Regions from separate parts of the Triticum aestivum genome. Here region 1 is linked to region 2. The links are chromatin contacts, called in public Hi-C maps. All regions are on one chromosome and are shown on one strand. Each heading gives the region's core, a stretch centred on a gene start, on an enhancer-like site or on the middle of the called end of the contact. The rest is flanking DNA. Distances are from core to core; before and after follow the strand shown.

Evidence for each region. Hi-C and Micro-C count contacts between places; a contact is called where the count stands out from the background.
Region 1: a Hi-C map of leaf shows a contact between it and region 2, with 3 times the contacts expected there. The contact joins the promoter of LOC123067550 here to the enhancer-like site in region 2. A contact is called at or near these places in 2 of 5 Hi-C or Micro-C datasets (both in leaf) and 1 of 1 datasets of contacts at active chromatin or transcription factors (leaf).

The regions. Positions count from the first base shown.
Region 1 is chr3B:477,725,963-477,729,574 of IWGSC CS RefSeq v2.1, reverse strand. LOC123067550 (mitogen-activated protein kinase kinase kinase 17) reads left to right here and starts at 1,966. Exons shown (of 2, transcript XM_044490297.1): 1 at 1,966-3,429. The coding sequence starts at 2,071.
Region 2 is chr3B:477,471,718-477,475,072 of IWGSC CS RefSeq v2.1, reverse strand. No RefSeq gene overlaps it. Among protein-coding and RNA genes, the nearest start is that of LOC123067549, 33 kb to the right of the region's middle. Within about 2 kb of position 1,527, at least 6 of the 8 cell types and tissues checked have an H3K27ac peak or open chromatin away from gene starts, as enhancers often do. A contact at or near this core is called in leaf, where this site is marked.

The sequences.
Region 1 (3,612 bases), core at 717-3,216, 250 kb before region 2:
CCACTGGTGACTGGTGTCGCGGCATTCCGCTTTCTCGGCAGTTAATCCGATCGTCTCTGACCGAGAACAAGGAGCCACTACGGCTACGGGCGTTGCACGTCCAATCTTGACCGGTGCGGCGGCACGGCACCGCTAATTTAAGTGGGCGGGCACGGCTGAGCTGATGAGCTCAACTGACCCGGAATTAACGACCTCAACCGGCGCCAGCCGCGGATTAATTAGAGTAGAGGAGGCCGTCGCATCACGCAGCTGACCTGACAGACACACCCTATTGCACTAACCACACTCGTGCTTCACATGTAGTAGTACTTGCATCTATTTTGGCTCAAAAAATAATAGTCTATTTTTGCTCTGTACTGACGCTCGTGAATCCCATTTAATCACACGAAAATCACGAGCGGTACGCCCCCCGTTATAGAATGCAGGGCAGGATCGCCCTGGCGGTTTTCCAATCTCGTGTTCCTCGTTCTCAGTTTTCTGAAAAAACACGCGGAACGCGGAGTGCATACTGTATTTTTTTTGGCCTCACACAAAGGTGAGCATTTTTTTTTTCGAAACGGAGGCAAAAGATTTGCCTCATTCATTAAATAAGAGAGAAGAGTTTTAGGGTGTTACAAGTGACCACACACACGGCATGGCAACTACTCGCGTACAATAATGAACCCCAGTTTTTTAGCACCCGCAAAAACCCAAAGCTTGGCGTCATCGATGATAGTTCGGAGGAGGACCGGTGGTGGTGCACTCTTGCGACGGAAGACCCGAGCGTTACGCTCGTTCCAGATTGTCCAAGAAACCAACATTGTAAGGGAGGCCAAGGCTCGTCGATCTGGGTTTTGCAAGCTGGTTCGCTTGTCCCACCATTCCAAAACGGATCCATCCAAGTGCCAAGAAGAGGTGTCCATGTGAGCAAGACCGAATTCAAGGATGACCGAGTTCCATAGCCTAATAGTGTAGCGACATTTGAAGAAGAGGTGCGCGCCTGTCTCGCCTTCAGTCCTGCAGAGTGGGCAAAGTCCACAGTTTTCCCATCCGCGCCGCTCTAATCTGTCGGCAGTCCAAATCCGGTCTTGGATAGCCAACCAAGCAAAGAATTTGATCTTGGGAGGGGCCCACGCCTTCCAGATCATGAAGTCCATAGGCGATAGCGTCAAGCCGAGGAACTGTGCCTTGTATGCAGTGGCCGCCGAGTAGATCCCGTTATTGGCATGTTTCTAGATAATGTCATCGTCAGCTTGTGTGTCCAGGTGTAGATCATGCACCAACATCCATAACGTGAAGAACTGACGGATGTGGGCAATGGAAGCGACGATGTTATGGTTGATCTTAAGAATCCAAGCAGGCTTCACGCACTTTTCAATTCTTATGCGTGGAGGCACCGTATATTAAAGGAGCAATGTTCTTCGGTTTCCGCCCAAGAAGCTATGGGGAGTCCCAAAAAGGTGTTTTGGCTCCATTGCCCAAAATGATGGTCGCATAGAAAAAGTCCCAAAAAGGTGAGCATATTGTATTGCTGCACCGCCACAAAAACAATACTGCGAGGAGATTGATTCGCTGAGTGGGCAGAAATAACAATGACAGTGGGATGCATGGGCCAAGTGCCGTTGGTGGCGACTGGCGGAGAGGAGAGGAGAGGAGATGGATGCGTTTGACGGCGGCATGTGCAGCGAGCGAGCGAGCGTCAGGCGCGGGCGCCCGTCGGTTGATTGACCGCATGAGCCGCCGCGCGTTCCCACCCACACAAACGCACGGAAAAATGATGGAAAAGAAACAGCGTCCAATTGCCGCGCGTGGGTAGAACGCACAAGCCACGCTTTCTGCCTCGCCAAGTTGAGCATTGACACACACCAAACACCTTCCCCGCCCCGATCGGCCCCCTAATCTAATCCCCACCCAATTAGCTCCAAGTCGTCTTCGCCTTCCCCTTCCCCTCCTAACCCCATTGCTTCCATGGATATATAAACGCGCGCAACCACAGGCCACCCAAACCCAACGCACACCAAACAAAAACAACAACAACAAGATCACCGGCGCATCCCATCCCAGAGCAACCACACACGCAGACAAGCAAGAATGGCGATCGCCGTGAGCGGGCAATGGACTCGCCTGCGGACGCTCGGCTGCGGCGCGTCGGGGGCCGTGGTCACCCTGGCGGCCGACGCCGCGTCGGGGGAGCTGTTCGCGGTCAAGTCCGTGCGCGCGGCGGACGCGGCGCAGCTGAGCCGGGAGCAGGGGATCCTCTCCGGGCTCTCCTCGCCGCACGTCGTGGGCTGCATCGGCGGCGGCGGCGACCGCGACGGCTCCTACCACCTCTTCCTCGAGTTCGCCCCCGGCGGCTCGCTCGCCGACGAGGCCGCGAGGAATGGGGGCCGCCTGGAGGAGCGCGCCATCCGGGCGTACGCGGCGGACGTCCTGCGCGGGCTCGCCTACATCCACGGCAAGTCGCTCGTGCACGGCGACGTCAAGTCGAGGAACGTAGTGATCGGCGCCGACGGGCGCGCCATGATCGCCGACTTCGGGTGCGCGAGGGCCCTCGGTTCGGCCGGGCCGATCGGAGGCACGCCGGCGTTCATGGCCCCGGAGGTGGCACGAGGCGAAGAGCAGGGGCCGGCCGCCGACGTGTGGGCTCTCGGCTGCACGGTCGTCGAGATGGCCACCGGGCGCGCCCCGTGGGGCGAGATGGACAACGTCCTTGCCGCCGTCCACCGGATTGGGTACACGGACGCCGTGCCGGAGGTGCCGACGTGGCTGTCAGCGGAGGCGAAGAGTTTCCTCGCCATGTGCTTCGCGAGGAACGCCCGCGACCGGTGCACGGCGGCGCAGCTCCTGGAGCACCCGTTCGTGGCATTGCAGGCAGGAGAGGCCAAGGCCAGGTGGGTGTCTCCCAAGAGCACGCTCGACGCAGCATTCTGGGAATCGGAGACCGACGAGGAAGAGGAGGAGGAGGAGGAGGTTTCGGAGAGCCCGTCCGAGAGGATCAAGTCATTGTCGTGCTCCGTCTTGCCGGACTGGGACTCCGACGAAGGCTGGATCGACGTGCTCGGCGAGCAGTGCGAAGCTTGCGATTCACCAGCAGCAACCAAGGGGCCAGCTGATGTGTCCAGCAGGGCGCCAAGCAAAGTGCTCGGGTCCCCGGCGGTGCCAGCTGAAGACGTAGCTGTCGTCGGCACCCTTTCAAGTGATGAACATGAAGTGGACGCAGAGGATGAGCCTTTCGGTGACGATACCATCCTGGCCGCTGATCCTTCGGTGGACCGCCAGAACCAAGTGTGTTCGAGCTCAGATAGAGATGTACTTTCATCATCACATGTACCCTGTAATAATCGAGTTCTTGCAATAGAAAAGTTTCGTTTTCCACAAATCTTGCTGTGCCGTTCTGACAATCTCTCTTGCGTTCCTACTCTGTTCTGGACCAGTACTGAATTTCTAGCCGTGCGTGGAGAACACAGTGCGTCTCCCTCTTTACACTCCAACTCACAACAAAAATCTTCCTAAAACTTACACAACTACAGTACCACAGTAGTAGATAGTAAGTGACTACGCAGTAGAGAAGAATGGGCATTTGCTTTGCCTGTGGTAGCACGGCAAGGAAAGAAAAACCACGAAATGACTGTT
Region 2 (3,355 bases), core at 278-2,777:
CAAGTTATCATAAGGTCAAGGTACAACTCCGGGTCATCCTTTTACCGAGGGACACGGCTATTCGAATAGATTAACTTCCCTGCAGGGGTGCACCACATAACCCAACACGCTTGATCCCATTTGGCCGGACACACTTTTCTGGGTCATGCCCGGCCGCGGAAGATCAACACGTCGCAGCCCCACCTAGGCACAACAGAGAGGTCAGCACGCCGGTCTAAACCATGCGCACAGGGGTCTGGGCCCATCGCGCTTAGCACACCTGCACGTTGCGTACGCGGCCGGAAGCAGATCTAGCCCCCTTAATACAAGCGCGAGCTTACGATCCAATGCGGCGCGCGCCACTCAGTCGCTGACGTCACGAAGGCTTCGGCTGATACCACGACGCCGGGATACCCATAACTACTCCCGCGTAGATGGTTAGTGCGTATAGACCAAATGGCCAGACTCAGATCAAATACCCAGATCTCGTTAAGCGTGTTAAGTATCCGCGAACGCCGAACAGGGCCAGGCCACCTCTCTCCTAGGTGGCCCCAACCTGCCCTGTCGCTCCGCCACAAAGTAACAGTCGGGGGCCGTCGGGAACCCAGGCCCACCACTACCTGGGTAGAACCACCTGCCCCTTCTGCCCCCATCTCCGAACAGTATCACAGGTAATGTAACAGTGTAAAGTATATAATATATGCCCGTGATCACCTCCCGAAGTGATCACGACCCAGTAGATAGCATGGCAGACGGACAAGAGTGTAGGACCACTGATGGAACACTAGCATCCTATACTAAGCAGTAGGATAGCAGGTAAATGTAACAACAGTAGTAGCAAGGACAGGCTATGCATCAAGATAGGAATAACGGAAAGCAGTAACATGCTACACTACTCTAATGCAAGCAGTATAGAGTAGAATAGGCGATATCTGGTGATCAAGGGGGGGCTTGCCTGGTTGCTCTGGCAAGAGAGAGGGGTCGTCAACTCCGTAGTCGAACTGGGGGTCACCGGCAGCCATCGGGGTCTACCGGAAAGAAGTAACGGAGGGGGAACACAATAAACAACAGAGCAATCAAAGCATCACAAAGCGTAACATGGCAATACGCGGTGTTAACATGGCAATATGCGGTGGTAGAGGTGACCTAACGCAGTAGGAGGTGTTACCGGCGAAGGGGGAAAACATCCGGGAATGTATCCCCGGTGTTTCGCGATTTCGGACAGATGAACCGGAGGTGAAATGTTGCAGGTTTGCTATGTTAGGGATGCGTGGCAGACGAACGGGCTGCGTATTCGGATTCGTCTTGTTGTTCTGAGCAACTTTCATGTACAAAGTTTTTCCATCCGAGTTACGGTTTATTTTATATGATTTTCTAACGTTTAAAAGAATTTCTAGAATTGATGTATTTATTTAATTCGAAAATAAAAAATAAATAAAAAAAAACAGAATAATTTTGTCACCTAGCTCAAGTCTAGACAGAGTGTATGATAGATGGGTCCTAGTGGTCCAGTTGACCCAGTCAAGATTGACTAGTCAACAGATGAACAGTGTATGTAGGGTCCACATGTTTGTGTTTTAATAATTTCCTACATGATATTTCTTTAATCTAATTCAGGTAGACCGCACGTCATAGACTACACCTAATTAGACAATCTAATAACCTAAGCACTAACTATTCCTAAACTAGCTACTAACTAGAGCACGGGTGGCCACAACAGCGGCAGCAGAAAGCAACAGCTAGAATCAGCGGCAATAGCATGAGCAACAGCAGCGATTAGCAGACAGAGAGCAGCAGGAGTAGTGAGCAGCAGCAGCGACAGGACCGCGGGCGGCGTGCGCACGCGGCCGGGGCGCGGCGGCCGCACGCGCAGACGGGCGCAGGGAAAGGCCCAGGGCGCGGCCAGGGAGCAGCAATGAGCAGACCGTAGCAGTGTGCGGCTCCAGCACGCACGTACGCGTACGTGTACGCGGAAGCTCAAAGGAGTTCGGGGATGGTGGCTACGGCAATGAATCGAGGCGGGAAGAAGGGGGATTTGGGGGAGGAGCTCACAGCTAGCTCGGTGGCGAGGTTGGGGAGAGTCGGGGTTGACCGGAACGGCGGTAATCGACGACGGACGACGATGTACGGGACGAAGAAGACGACGATGGTGAGCGTACGAGGCGGTCCGGCTTGAGCTGGTCCCCGAAACAGACGGATCCGGCCACGGCGGACCTCCTGGACGTGCTCCCGCACGCCGGAGACACCGGTGGCCGCGTGCTTCACTGGTTGCAGTCATGGCGACGCTCGGCTTCGGACAAGGCAGAGGGGAGAGGACCAGGGGAGTGGGGGAGGGGAACGGACGCGCTAGGGTTCGAAGAGGGCGCTCGGGGGCGTCTAAGTAGGCGCCGTGGGGGAGGGAGGATGGTTGCCACGGCGACAAGCCTCGGCCACAGCCGGGGGATCTTTGCCACGATCCTCCCTGTGAACAGGAGGAAGGGGACGCTAGCTAGATGGGCCGGCCTGGTTGGCCTAGTGGCCAGCTGGGCCGAACGGCCCAGGGGGAGGGGGGGCTTTGCCCTTTTTTTTGTTTTCTCTTTTGTATTTTCTTTTATTATTTGTTTTCTGTTTTAATTCATTTAAAAGTATTTAGGCATTTTATAAAAACGTGTTTACTTCACCCTAATTTCCGATGCAATAATTGACATAGCCCGAACATTTTTATTTTAATATTTGAAAACTTTTGTCGTTTGACTTATTTAGGATTTAAATTTGAAATGGTTTTGAATTAACCCGAGATTAACTACAGTGACAGAGGTGACGTGTCATCATTAACGTGAGATTACTGTTGCATGATTATCCGGGCATTACAAATCTCCTCCACTATAAGAAATCTTGTCCCGAGATTTAAGAGGGGAGTAAGGGGGAAAGTTCTGGTTACGATACTCTAACGGATCTTCTCGAAGAATTTAATCCCTTTCGTTGATGTCTTCAATCAATTTTTTTTATTCCAAAGCATCATGATGAAGTTGTCGTCCTTTCTTTGGGGAACTCCATAGAGAACACTCTCCCCTCTACGTTGTGTCAACGCTTTCGCTTCGGTCTACCAGGGTACATAGACAACACTCTCCCCTCTCGTTGCTATGCATCATTATGATCTTGTGTGTGCGTAGGAATTTTTTTGAAATTACTACGTTCCCCAACACATGTCAGTTACGCAACTGCACCTGCAGTTTAGTCACTGAAGCTTCTGTTCGGCTCAGCGGGACACAGGTGGGTAGCTTTGGTTAATTAATTATACCTCTTTCGTCACGAAGCTTCCTCCTTCGTGGATCTCATTGGCACTCTTCGTAGGATTTTTTTTGAAATTACTACGTTCCCCAACACATGTCAGTTA